Linked DNA regions of Mus musculus: all the other regions are linked to region 1. A link is a contact called in public Hi-C and HiChIP or PLAC-seq data. All regions are on one chromosome and are shown on one strand. Each heading gives the region's core, a stretch centred on a gene start, on an enhancer-like site or on the middle of the called end of the contact. The rest is flanking DNA. Distances are from core to core; before and after follow the strand shown.

What was found. A called contact is a pair of places that touch in the nucleus more often than the background predicts. HiChIP or PLAC-seq counts read pairs in DNA pulled down with a chosen protein or histone mark.
Region 2: a contact with region 1 is called in a Hi-C map of uterus, with 2.2 times the contacts expected there. The contact joins two enhancer-like sites. A contact is called at or near these places in 3 of 484 Hi-C or Micro-C datasets (embryonic stem cells and uterus) and 1 of 115 datasets of contacts at active chromatin or transcription factors (embryonic stem cells).
Region 3: a contact with region 1 is called in an H3K27ac HiChIP or PLAC-seq map of hepatocytes, with 5 times the contacts expected there. The contact joins two enhancer-like sites. A contact is called at or near these places in 1 of 15 datasets of contacts at CTCF or cohesin (the NIH/3T3 cell line), 10 of 484 Hi-C or Micro-C datasets (Sertoli cells, embryonic fibroblasts, liver and 3 more) and 3 of 115 datasets of contacts at active chromatin or transcription factors (embryonic stem cells, hepatocytes and pancreatic cancer cells).
Region 4: a contact with region 1 is called in a Hi-C map of liver, with 4 times the contacts expected there. The contact joins two enhancer-like sites. A contact is called at or near these places in 3 of 39 promoter capture datasets (frontonasal cranial neural crest and liver), 5 of 484 Hi-C or Micro-C datasets (Sertoli cells, cerebral cortex, liver and 1 more), 2 of 115 datasets of contacts at active chromatin or transcription factors (liver and pancreatic cancer cells) and 1 of 9 other capture datasets (adipose tissue).

Annotation. Positions count from the first base shown.
Region 1 is chr10:68,353,281-68,356,653 of GRCm38.p6, forward strand. No RefSeq gene overlaps it. Among named protein-coding and RNA genes, the nearest start is that of Gm32748, 15 kb to the left of the region's middle. Within about 2 kb of position 1,646, at least 118 of the 459 cell types and tissues checked have an H3K27ac peak or open chromatin away from gene starts, as enhancers often do. A contact at or near this core is called in hepatocytes, liver and uterus, where this site is marked.
Region 2 is chr10:68,103,655-68,107,027 of GRCm38.p6, forward strand. The region is part of intron 8 of Arid5b (AT rich interactive domain 5B (MRF1-like)); the gene reads right to left. Among named protein-coding and RNA genes, the nearest start is that of Gm51770, 46 kb to the right of the region's middle. Within about 2 kb of position 1,722, at least 191 of the 459 cell types and tissues checked have an H3K27ac peak or open chromatin away from gene starts, as enhancers often do. A contact at or near this core is called in uterus, where this site is marked.
Region 3 is chr10:68,131,059-68,134,431 of GRCm38.p6, forward strand. All of the region lies in intron 5 of Arid5b (AT rich interactive domain 5B (MRF1-like)), which reads right to left. Among named protein-coding and RNA genes, the nearest start is that of Gm51770, 18 kb to the right of the region's middle. Within about 2 kb of position 1,818, at least 13 of the 459 cell types and tissues checked have an H3K27ac peak or open chromatin away from gene starts, as enhancers often do. A contact at or near this core is called in hepatocytes, where this site is marked.
Region 4 is chr10:68,520,452-68,523,824 of GRCm38.p6, forward strand. The region is part of intron 3 of Cabcoco1 (ciliary associated calcium binding coiled-coil 1); the gene reads right to left. Among named protein-coding and RNA genes, the nearest start is that of Gm32872, 6.9 kb to the right of the region's middle. Within about 2 kb of position 1,895, at least 12 of the 459 cell types and tissues checked have an H3K27ac peak or open chromatin away from gene starts, as enhancers often do. A contact at or near this core is called in liver, where this site is marked.

The sequences.
Region 1 (3,373 bases), core at 396-2,895:
AAAAGAGAGAGAGAGAGAGAGAGAGAGAGAGATTTCATTTTTAGTGCTGTGTGTGTGTAGCTGTGTGTGTGGAGGTGAGTGTGTGGAGGTGTGTGCATGTGTGAGGGCAGGTGCCTTTACATCCAGAAGAGGGCATCAGGTGTGCAGGAGCTGGAATTACACGCGGTTGTGAGCCTTCTGATGTAGGTGCTGAGAACCAAATTTGGATGCCTTGTAAGGAGGAGCACCCACTCTGAACTGTGGGTCTTTCCAGTCTCTTAAAATTCTTCGGGGTGGGGGTGGGAGGAGTGTGGGGGGTTGGCGTGAGGTCATGGCTTACAACTCTTTTTAAAAGATGTAAGTTTCACGACTCCCTGTACACCAAAGAACAACTTCATTTCATATTCCTTCTGGAGTGTCTTGACTGTAGCCATTAGCAATCCATCCTCCGTTTTCCTAGCCCGTATTTTCTTACAGCCTCGCCGAGAGACGCCGAGTTTTTGACCCAGTGTGAGAAAATATTAAGATGGTTCTGAGATTTCATCACCCGACGAAAATAAGGAATCCCCAAACTGCAGGGTCATGGATGGACTTTGGGGCTCGGGTTTCCAGAGGGGTCAGATTTCCCCTGGCTCCTCAAGTCTAGTGGAGAGAGGCTGGGTCTGAAGCAGTATCGGTTTTTCTGGCACCAGAACCACGGCTGAACACTAATGCGTTTAACAGTTGGACTTATTTTTAATCTACTGTATTAGGGAGCGCAAATTTAATCAAGAACAAAATGTTACCGACGGTGTTTTTGTTTCTGCGCATGCATACATTCCCAGTGCTGTCTCCGGTTCTCTTGAGCTACAAGCTCTCTGACTTATTTCATAACATTAGATTTTTTTTTTTTTAAGTGCCAATGTTTGTGGAGGGTGAAGAAGGAGAGAAATAAGGAGCTGGAGACGCCCCCCCCCCATCATTAAAGAAATAATTGCAGTACAGATTTTTTAACAATTGCTCTCCCTGCAGTGAATGTTGTTATGGACGGAGCTAATAAATGTCTTCAACCATTACTGCTGGGATACACTTTTGGCTTATTTTTCTGCCATTGGGAGGCATGGCTGGGTTGAGACATTCGGTTTTTTTTTTTTTAGCTCCCCCCCCCACCCCCCCCCCCCCCCCCGCCAACACCACCCCCCCTTAATCAAAGAAAGAGATCTTATCTCCCTAGCCAGCCTAGCTTACCCCCTCCCTCTGCCCTCCTCCCTGGATGCCTAGTTTACTGAAACCTGACTTGCAGGTCAGGGAACTGGTAACAGATTAATTTTACTCAAAGAGGAACACTAAGTATTTTGGCTGGGACACATGAGAATCCTGTTATAATATTACCATTTTCCCCTTTCTAAATTAAATATTAGGAAAAATTAAGCCAAGTAGTGGCCCACGCTACAGTGGAAAGTATTTCTCTCACAAACACGGGGAGATAAATGCTTGTGTGAGTGAAGGCACAATAAATACACATTATGTTAAAAAACCTAAGATTATGCAGGTTTTAGAGTTATAGCTAAAAGTGGTTTAGTGTTTCATGCCTAATAATAGATTACGCCTATCATATTTCCAACCTTCATTTCTCCTCCCTTTGAAGTCCAGCCATATAAAGGTTGTTTGTTGAACCACACTAAAGTTAAAGCAAACATTACTTAGGGTGATTCATACTGGCAAGAATTTGCAATGAAGGCAGTGGTGTGTGTGTGTGTGTGTGTGTGTGTGTGTGTGTGTGTGTGTGGTGTGCCTGAGTCAAAGGAAATGAAATGTTTGTAATATTTTTTTTCGGTTGATAAATTTATTAAAACATTCTAGAAGCTTCTAAGGGAAGCAGGGCTGACATACATAGACTCTCTGCAAACAGATTACACCCGGGGCCCCGTGGGGGAGGCAGACCTTAAAAGAGGGAAAAATTCTCTGGATTTCAGAAATTGCCACCAGGTCACAGCAATACTTAATTAACTGAATCCATTAACAGAAGGCTGTAACCTAGTTGTTAAGAAGAAGGAAAAAACAAAAGACAAAAAAAACCACACACACACACACACAAAAACAAAACAAAACAAAACAAAACAAAACAAAAAACCAAGAAAACAAAAAACAAAAAGAAAGAAAGAAAAGGAAGAGCAAAGTTAGGGAGTAGCTAGATTCATTTACTCCTCTGTTCTGTGCTTAGGATTAGCCTTTCAGAATGAGCAACCTGATTTTTTTTTTTTTAAAGGATCCATTTACCTTCCAGGCCTTTTCATAGCAAAACATTTTGTAGGGTTGCAAAAGAGATTAATTTGTTGCCAGTTGCTCCATACTGGCAGGGTTTCTGAATAAAGAATGTAAGCAATCTATCTTTGTTTGTAAGATATAATTAATCTGGCAGTTAAAATTCTTTGGAAACATTCTGATGACTTATGTGGAAAAGTGGAGCAAAGATTTCAAAGAAAAACTCAGAACTGTGTGCAGGGGAAGATAAAAGATATATGAAGTGTTTGTTCTAAGCGATACTATTCATTTACAGATCATAACGTAGCCCCACCCTGGCAATTATTCTGGAAAACAAGACAAATCTTTGTCTAGAGCCTTCTGACGGCGGTCTTGATTTGACAAACAAAATAAGCACATTACTGTTGTACTCTAATAGACTGCAAGCTGTTTTATTAGAGTCAGCTGAATCCTGTTTTGCATAAAAAAGAACACTGTTTGCTATGGAGAACACATTTATGTTAATAGGACTTTGACAAAGTAAAATAAAATCGCATTAAGATGCTGCAAAGAGATAAGACAATGAAATCTCCGGGAGAGAGAGAGAGTTTTGGCACACACTAATTACAGTCACGTCCCTGCAGGAAAAGAATATATTTTTACACCAACTATCCATGTGTTTGAAAATGCAGAGAGCTTAAAGCATAATTCCTGGTCTCGGCATTTCCTGGATGCGTCAGGCCCCGTGTGTCACTAAGGTGGTGACTGTTTTAAAGGAGTCTATCTGATAAATCCCACTTTCATTTTCAGCAGCAAAGGCAGGTTTCTTTCTGAATGTGAGCGAGCCTGCCATCATCCTGCTTAGTTTGAAGGGACTTTCCAATATAGGGCCGCTGAAAACAAGGTTTTAGATTACATGGTAATTTAGGAATGCATGAAAAGTGAAGCAGTTACCATAATAGGGTTCTGGGTAAACTTCATGGTTTTTAGAGCAAAACATAACAACATATGTTTTGTGATTTGTCTCAATGATTATATACATATATATATATATGTATATATATATATATATGTATATATATGCAATTTTGTTCGGGTACTATCAAAATATTTGGAGGCCTCATCTGTGCACAGCATTTTTATAACCTTATTTTGAAAACTGATGTCTCTT
Region 2 (3,373 bases), core at 472-2,971, 250 kb before region 1:
TCTAATGCATTTGGTATGATTAATGACTCACTGTGGGATTAATACAAGGCTCGGCCTTCAAAATGTGAACCTTAATACAGCAAACATAATTTGTTTTAAATACGACAAGTTGACTCAATGAAGAAAATGTACTTGGCTTAGAAGAAACAGCAATCTGTTCAAATATTGGGAATCCTTTATTTTGAAGCTAAGATACCCGAACCTCTTCTCCCCACTCCACCCCGCCCCCAAGAATCTTGATTTGGAATATTTGTTGAGTATCTTAAAATTGGTTTCTGATTATGCAATTTGTCTATTAGCTACTTAAATACATACCACTCACTGTTCTGGGGTTCTCAGTTAAGACTTGGAGACATCTGAGACACCACCAACAAAAGCAAGCACATTGTAGAAAAAGTCAAATGTGGATTTATGGAATCTTAGGGCCCAGGTCTGTTTAGCGAGCATGCACAGACATGGCATGTGCAAAGAGGCATGGGTAATACTGTGGAGGCCTCTGTGTGGCACTCAGCCAGTCACGAAGATCAACACAACCCATGGGGGAGAGTTATCTTCAGATCCCATTACAGCCCAAGTTTAAACACGTTACAGCTGCTAAAACTGGAAACGGCTCTCTTCATGTAGACTTACTAAAATAATATATGGTTGCCAAATACCTGCTTCCCACCATAATATTATAGTACGTGTTTATATAATGAAAAGCATAACTAGGCAGAAGAGAGAGAGGAAAAAAAGCAGTCTTGTTCATACTTGAATCTATTTTGTCTCATCTCTGAAGTCACCAACTCCTCCCTCCCAGCCCCCAACATACACCAATTCCTCTCTTTTCTGCATTGTTCAGCCTGAGACTTGATCCCCTTTTCAATATCAGAAAGTAAGGGATTTTTTTTCCCCAACCAGGAGCAAAAATGCATTGAATATTTTGAGCTGGAAAAATATTTTAAATTGATTTTAATGAAAACACATTTTATTGTTGGGACAGATAGGTTTGTTGTGCTTTTGTTTTGTTACCATGGGAACCAAGGAGCTCAGAAGCCCTGGTATTCCAACGTTTGCCATTTGTGGTGCCTCCCTCCCCCTGGCTCCCTTGTCTAATGGAGATGGTGACATCACGAGAGACTCTCTTTCTTGAGGAGGAGGAGGAGAAGGAGGAGGAGGAGGAAGGAACACAGAGAACAGGTTGGGGAGTCACCCAGGGATCCCTGGAAGTTATCTTACAATTTTGCAAGTTCATGAGGCTGGGCAGTATTTTCATTCCCACCCCACCCCCCGCCCGCCCCCTATCATCTTTTCTCATTTTGACTCAACTTAGCAGCGGGCAAGCCTCCAATAGTACAAAATATATCTTTACTTTACTGGTCAGAGGCCTGAAGCCAGAAGGCAGGAAATCAGGAATTAAATGTTTCTTGTATCTGGGAAGAGGCATGACTAAGGGTAAAACTCAATCCAAATACAAGCTCTGCTTGTTCAAGGCTTCCAGAGAGTGTGCGTGCATGTGTGTGTGTGTGTAGGTCAACTAAGTGAGTGGTTTTTCCCCACTTCTAAATCATTGAAATATAATTAGAGTTGCTCAGAAGGAGAGAGAAAGGCTCCCAAAATAAAACAAGAAAGGCAGCAGTGAAACAGAAAAATAGTTGAAATACGAGCTTTGAGGAACAGGGCACATTCCCACACAGTACATAAACAAGCCCTGTTTCGTACAGCGACTTCCGCTTGTGACTTCCTTGAGTGTCTTTTTTTTTTTTTTTTTTTTGTAAGTTTTGTCCTGGTGCAGCCCAATTACCCCCACAGGATGTGATCTTTATCATCTGATTATTAGAACTTTTCTCTACAGCACCAGAGGACAAAAGCTACGATCGGTTTCTGAACGTTTCAATGTTCCATGCACACATGTCATCGTTAAAAACAGATTAGAGTTCTCTCAGATCAGCGTTGTCCAATACAGGAAGCCATGTAGGCCTGTATCCTATAAAAGGATATAGTGTAATGTAACATGCCTGTGCCTCTCAGAGGATTGATTCTCAAATATTTGTAGGGCAGAGAAGATTTTAATCAGCTTTGAGATGGTATAGATGAAAAGCAAACATGTATGACCCCACCCCCACCGTGAAAAATGTATCCATTACACAGAAGAAATATTTTCATTGTGCTGCAACTCAAAAGAATGTAGGCTGAGTCTTGGGTGGGTAGAAGCAGAGAGAAAGAGAAGAAATATACTCATTAGTAAATCTGTCCAGATCCCCCCCAAACCCCTACCTCCCGTCTGCATTGAGGTTAGAGATGGAAGGCTGTGGAGATAAATGGGTCTTTCTTCTTGTCCAGATTTCCTATTTCAGATTAGCAAACTGCTTATTTACGATGTCACTAATGGATGTGAACTAGGTAAGCCATCACATATTAAGGGGGGAAAAAAATCCCAGCTTTTCCTAGGCATAAGATTTGGAGCAGCATGAGATTTTATTTTATTTTTTTCCCCAGGAATAATACAAGAATAACATTTTTCCACCTCAAAGCAGAAACAGTAGGGGAGCCTTTTGCTATCACAGAGATCCTTATTAAATTCAGTCACTGTGAAAACACGATTCCCCCCACCCCTTGTCCTTCTTCCTTTAAAAGAAAGAAAAAAAAATAAGGGAGACTTAAAAATCTACCCAAGTTAAAATTAACAAATCAATGACATTATAACCTTGATTTATTACTGTCTGAGCTGGCAAATTATCATCGTACAAGAAATTGCCTGCTGGAAAATAACTGTGGCATTGCTAAATCTCTAGTTGAATAATGACGCTCAGAACACTAGGTTTTTAGATGTGCCTCGGTCTGATATTATAAAATATTCAATACATTTCTCTACAGCGGAAGCCAGGGGTCAGCAAATCTATTACTGTAATGTAAGGAATCTGGCAACTCGCCAACTCTCTCTCCCTTTTTATTATTATTATTTTTTTAAAAAAAACTGAGGTAGATAATTTTATATTTACCAAGTCTGCAATCCTCCCTGGGGCCTCGCCTCTCTTTCTCAAGACCAAAAGCAGCAGGCTGGCATCAGAGAAATATATATCGCAGGCCTTGTCATTTACACTTTGCACAAAAGAAGAAAGGGCCCTCATATTTATTAAGTGACACGCCCTCCCTTCCCTGTCAGCAGAGGGGAAAAAAAACAATGCCTGCCCTGTCTCATCCTAATGAGTAGCCATAACGTCCCCTGAATTGGTGCATATTAATATGGAAGGACTGAACTTTTGGGCCAAAACATTTAGCAAATGGTGCTTAAGAGGAGAAATAAATGATGATCCATCTATTTATAGAGAGCTCTGAGGAGGATATTATAATAATGTCCGGAACTGATTCAATTTTGAGAATTAAGGAAGGG
Region 3 (3,373 bases), core at 568-3,067, 220 kb before region 1:
ACCAAAACCAGGTGGTTGACAAATCTAAAGGGCTTCTTTGCTTCTACTGGGTACCCAGCCAATGAAGAGAAAGAACCCTATACCCGTGATTGCCTTCAATGAACGATGCAACCTTATATGCTTCACCCATGCTAGGCCATCTACAGGAACTACAAAAGGTGACTGACTAGACCCATGTTATAGGAGAAAAAGACTGAAGCTCACTGAGGCTGGAGATCTTGATGCGGTGCCTGTGAGCTGCCTCATTCACAACACCTAAGTCTGGAGCTCAGGTCTAACTGCTTTCAACTGCTTTCAAGCCTCAACTGTGCTCAGGGAAGAAAGGCTAAACGCTGGGTATAAAACAGGCCGAGGCGTAAGTTTGCAGTGATAACATGTTGACTATCACTGTTATTAGAACAGAGCCATCTCCATTAGGGGACTATGAGTTTTGCAGATAGACAGATGTGCCACCCTCTGCTTGTGTGTTCAAGAAGAGAAATCCTGGAAATGGAAAGAAAACCTTTGGGGTGGAAGCGAGGTGGGGGGGTGCTGAAGTAGCTAACCAACCCTCTCTGTTAATGACAAAGGCTTCAAGTAAGACCATGCTGCCACCTGCTGAACTCCATCCTGTATCCTAGGGGATCCTCTAACAGGATGAAGGATGCTCAGCAAGATGGTAACAAGTGGGTGGTGGCTTGCATCTCAGGCTAGCTTGATATGTTTCTCAGTACAAGCGAGCTTTCTGTTCCCCGTAAGACTCAGTCAAGTTTTTTGTGTGTGTGTGTGTGTGTGTGTGTGTGTGTGTGTGTCACCCAATTTACTCAAAAAACATTCCCAGTATTTTAGTCTACTTAATTATTATAATTCAAGTATTAAAATGGAAATAGCATCTAGTGCTCATGTTGACCTTGAGAGAGTATGACCTTTTAATGGTGGCAGTTAGGTTCCTGACCTGAGCCATACACACCTGCTGAACTCACCAAGAGCACTGGGATTTTCAGAGTGACTGACAGCATGCTAATTAGAGAAGCAATGTTTCATGTTCTCAACGAAGCTGCATACCTATTTGACACTAATCACATTCGTCTACACAACTGAGTTATAACCACTCTCTCCATCAGCAGGGCAAGCCAGCCGGGCTGAACCAGTAACAAACAGGCTGTACTTCTAATCCAGACATGGTCAACAACTTGAGATGAAACCCTCAGCTTCTTGGGAAAACAAGAATGATCACTCCCAGTTTGGAGGACGAATGAGATGAATGGTACTGAAAACTAATGCAAGCATCACCATTGCAACACGCTTACCACAAAAGGATGTGACATAAGAGGACACCCAGCGTAGCATACTTTGCCTTTCTATGCTCCTTTCAACATGGAAACCACCTGTTACATGTCTAATCTTTAGAAAATGCTTAACACACATGCATGTGCACATGCATGCATTTGTGCTGCGTGTACACACACACACACACACACACACACACACACACAATCATTTACTTTCCATCACTAAAGATCTTTCCTCTAAGATAGTTGACCAAGCCTCTGCTATGGACCTTCTGCTGTAACGGGATTGGAACTGATCTTATTCACAATCCCTTCCTAGGGCTGGGTACTTTTTCTTCTCATGAGACATGTGCTGTCTTCAGAAAGCCACAGAATTCTCTCTCCAAGGAAAACCGTATGCTCCAAAGATGCTGTCCTGTTAACATTGAGAGCCTGCAAACTTTCGAAGGTGATGTCATGACCACAGAAAACCCCGTTCACCTCTTCTGGAAGGTTTGCTGTGTGGAGCTGCAGGAGGCTGGCATTGATCCACGGTTAGAAACGGTCTGTGTGAGGCACTCTGAGAACACACATAGGTCTGAGAGCCAAGTGGCTCACCGGCACATAAAACACTGGTTCAAGTTCCCAAAATAAGCAGACGGTCACATCTTTACCGCAACATTTCGTGGCAAAAGACCACTTTAAGACCCAAGTGTCTTTTTAAGTGGCTCTCCTGGTCCCAAGCGTGGTTTGTTCCTCCTGCAGGATTTTCTAGACACGTGCCAACAGATAAACTCACCATGCTTTAAAATTCATCTTTCCCAGTTAGAGGATTTCTCCAGACCCATTAGAAAATACTTGAGGCAAGACTGTAATCCAAGGCTCCAAAAGCTAAGACGTCGGACCAGTTCCCAGGAGCTGACCACAGCACGGGAACACTGGAAGGGGGTGTGTCCCATGGTGACCATTTTCAGTGGCAGCATTAGTGAAAAGAGGGGTGAAGAGAACCCCAGGCTTGGCTGTCATCCCTCATTAAAAAGAGTAAGTCAGTGCACACCGAACGCAGTCCATGTATTCAGTAGCTGTTGGTTTCTTCTGGTCTCTGAGTCCTAGGTTGAGTTTTGTAAATCCCACACATTAGTAGTAATTCCAAATAACAAGGATCGATTGGCACTTCATCCCGGTGGCCTCAGATTTGGAATATTCTGGAAGAAACATAGCATGGGCTCTGCTTTCTCTGTTGAGTGTCGCCATTGTAAAACCTTAGCTTCCTCCATGTTACCTTGTGGGACTCTCAGGATGCACCTGAGGGAAAGAGGAGTCCCTGCTGCCTTCTTCACTCAAGGCCGTAGAAAGCAAGGCCCTGGGTAGTGGTTCCAGGGCTAAGTTGCTCAAATCATGAGAAAATGTCTTTCACGGTATCCGTGTGAGTTTGCTTACACAGAGTTAAGTGAACAGAGGCTAAGCCCTGCCGGAGAATGCTGGGCTTGCATTTAGCCAGCAAAGTGGGGAAAACAAACAAAGAAACCAAAAACAACCACACTTCTGTAGATTGATTTTAAAATTAAAAAACAAAACAAAACAAGACAAAAAAAAAAAAAACCCTTTGAAATCTTGGGAGCATGACAAATTCCTAACAAAAGAACCTTCAGATCTTTGTGGTTAAGAGTCACACTTGAAGATAAGATTTGCCAGAATATAAAAACTCATGGTTCACTGGGTTCACACCGGGAAGGGGAGAGAGGACCCAGTCCAAGCACCAGCAGGCCGGCTCTATAAGTTCAAGCCATCGTTTTTCCTATGTCAGAATCTTCATCAATAATCAACATGCCCCACCCCCAACATTCAGAGCTTTAACGCTTACACCTGGACATGTTTTCTCAATCCCAATCTGATCTGGATGGATTAGAGCTGTCGTTGGCCTTAGAAGCAAACACCAGACACCGACATCCAAGAGCTGGAATGTGGAACTGTGACCCAGGCTCACAGAAGTCAAAAAAGACAAGTCTAAAAATATGAAGTGACACTTCACTAAATACTTCCAGTGCACACACTGCAAAGATTTCAAAGAATGCTCATTCAAAATGGGCCAAATAAATGCTTTCTTTCTGCATCCAGAGAGA
Region 4 (3,373 bases), core at 645-3,144, 170 kb after region 1:
CATCTAACGAGATGATCATGTGGTTTTTGTCTTTGAGTTTGTTTATATAATGGATTACATTGATGGATTTTCGTATATTAAACCATCCCTGCATCCCTGGAATAAAACCTACTTGGTCAGGATGGATGATTGCTTTAATGTGTTCTTGGATTCGGTTAGCGAGAATTTTATTGAGGATTTTTGCATCGATATTCATAAGAGAAATTGGTCTGAAGTTCTCTTTCTTTGTTGGATCTTTCTGTGGTTTAGGTATCAGAGTAATAGTGGCTTCATAAAATGAGTTGGGTAGAGTACCTTCTACTTCTATTTTGTGAAATAGTTTGTGCAGAACTGGAATTAGATCTTCTTTGAAGGTCTGATAGAACTCTGCACTAAACCTGTCTCGTCCTGGGCTTTTTTTGGCTGGGAGACTATTAATGACTGCTTCTATTTCTTTAGGGGATATGGGACTGTTTAGATGGTCAACTTGATCCTGATTCAACTTTGGTACCTGGTATCTGTCCAGAAATTTGTCCATTTTGTCCAGGGTTTCCAGTTTTGTTGAGTATAGTCTTTTGTAGAAGGATCTGATGGTGTTTTGGATTTCTTCAGGATCTGTTGTTATGTCTCCCTTTTCAGTTCTGATTTTGTTAATTAGGATTTTGTCCCTGTGCCCTCTAGTGAGTCTAGCTAAGGGTTTATCTATCTTGTTGATTTTCTCAAAGAACCAACTCCTCGTTTGGTTAATTCTTTGAATAGTTCTTCTTGTTTCCACTTGGTTGATTTCACCCCTGAGTTTGATTATTTCCTGCTGTCTACTCCTCTTGGGTGAATTTGCTTCATTTTTTCTAGAGCTTTTAGATGTGTTGTCAAACTGCTAGTATGTGCTCTCTCCCGTTTCTTCTTGGAGGCACTCAGAGCTATGAGTTTCCCTCGCTTGCTTGCTTTTCTTGTGGCAGGTAGAATATCATCTGTAATCTGTATGCCCTTTTACCTCCCACCTTGGAGACTGGATGCTGGGAACTGGAGCATCCGGACAGTCTTTTCTGTCTCAGGTAGGTAGGCATACACACTGTTAAGGCCTAGGTTAAATATTAGGCCTAGATGGAATGCTAAGGCCTAGGTAAAGTGTTAGGGCCTAAGTATTTGTTACCTGGCCAGCCTGCCATTATAAGGAAACTTTCTCATATGTTTCTGCTGTTATTAGAAAACTTTCAAATGCCAAGATTGATTACATATTCTGTTATGTTCTGTGGATCTGAAAACCAGCCCTGATAGAAGTCACAGAACTGTTTTATATAGCTACTCCAATAAGCCTGGACCTGACCAACCATCCAACAGCACTTCCTACACCTCTGGATAAGCTTTTATAGTATAAGCTGCCCCTAGGTTCGACCCCAACATAAGAGCGATCTGAACCAATATAAGAAGCTTTTTAAAATAAAAATTCTATTTTAAATAGTGGTCAAGTAGAGTTTAAGTTCCCCAAACCTCCCTGGGAAATGACAAGCTACTTGGCAGAAAGAGACATGCATGTGGGTAACTGACATCCTGGTTGGCAAGTTAAGACATAAATGTTACACAAGTCCCATCCTGGCAGACAAATGAAGACATGAATATTAGACAAGGCAAGTCCCCTGCCACAGTGGACCACCCCAACCAACGGATACAAGATAAATGTACAGCAAAGACATGCTCCTAAGGAAATCCCCTATCCCTACATCCTAATTGGTAAAATAACTTGGCACAGATGTTTGTGGATTTTGGGCTTAAAAACCCTGTAAGATTTTAACTCGGGGTCATGGTTCAGTTCCCAAATCTGGAACTGGTCCACCAGTCCTAGGGTGTGTGCTCAGTAAACTATCTCTGACTGACTGAGATCAGTGTTTGTGTGGTTTGTGAGGCAATTCCTGGACCCCAGAGGCAGGGTTGAAAGGTCTTGGGAAAACGTGTGCCAGCCGAGTGTCAGGAGAGGTGTCTCTCAGCTGAGGTGCCAGGCTGAGGTGCCTGAGGAGATTATTTGTGAAAGCTGCAGCCCAGAGTTGAAGATCTCTTAGGAAACCATCGAGAAACAGCCTCTGTCCTGCACTAGAATGGAGTGCTGGAGGACAAAGTTGGAGATAGAGAGGAATTGTGAGAATATATACCGAGAGTTGCTTCAGCCACGTCTAGAGTTGCAGAGTCAGGCACTTACCCTCTCCCACCCACTTTCTCTGGAACACACATTCAACATGTGCCAGATATCAAAAATCACTGGTATGATTTTTAGAAAGACAGCACAGGCAAACACTAGCTTACAATTTATTTAGTTTAACTTTTCTTCTATCTATAACAATTAGAAAGCAATGTAAAGTAATTGAACCCCACTGATCAATAAATATATCTGGTGCTGAAATAAATATTTTAGGTGGGCCCTGAAAACACAGTGATGACCCCAGAAATGACTAGGGGTAATCCTTCTGCAGTCACACCCTCCTACAGCTCATAATTAGCACATGATCCATGCAGACCTATGGGACCAGGCAGGGGCCTTTGTTTACTATCTTGGGTAAAACACAGTCCAACTGTACATTTCTCTACTCACAATAAACCCTAAAAACCCCAAAGTGGGAAGAGATCTAGGAAGGAAGGATGGATATGGTTGCGACAGGATGGGAGCAAGACATCATAAGTAGAAAATCGAACTCACTAACTCAGGATGCTGAGGAAGAGGGGACTTAGATTATTGATTTGAATTCTGGATGGAACTGTAGTTATCAAACACGGAACACATCTGGTGGCAAGGCTGTGGCTTGGGTTAGCCGATGACTGACCCTTTAGACAGTGGTGCCTCCTGCCTTTCTCAAGGTGATTGCTTTGAAAGTTACAGGTGTTATCCTTTCATGGATCTGACTGAAGTCCCACGGGGGAGTGACCAGACCAAGAGGGACTAAACCAAATGCATTCTGGGAGACCTAGGTAAATAAGAAGACTCTAGATTTCTAACAGTAAAACAACTTGGGGTGGGATCAGGTAAAGGGACACTTGCTAGCTTTAAGCCTTATCTTGAAACTCCTGCATCCAAGATGAAGATGACCGTGCTGCTGTGGCAGAAACACAGGAAGTGCACTGGAAAGCCTTGGTCTACACGGGAGCGCTTTCAAGTTGATGCTTCCGGTACCACTTCATCGTGTACCCATTTGTGTCCTTCTCTGAATGTGCTTTTTCCAAGGGGTTCCATGTTTCCATCCACTGGGTATGTGGTATTTCTACTGAGAACCAGCTTCAAGCTTGTTTCACACATGCCATTCATACCCATGTCTGGCCCTTTACCTATGTGCCCTCTGCTGCGTGCATCCATGTCTAGCCCTTTCCTTTCGTGTACCCATTTCTGGTCCACTCTATATACGTTCTT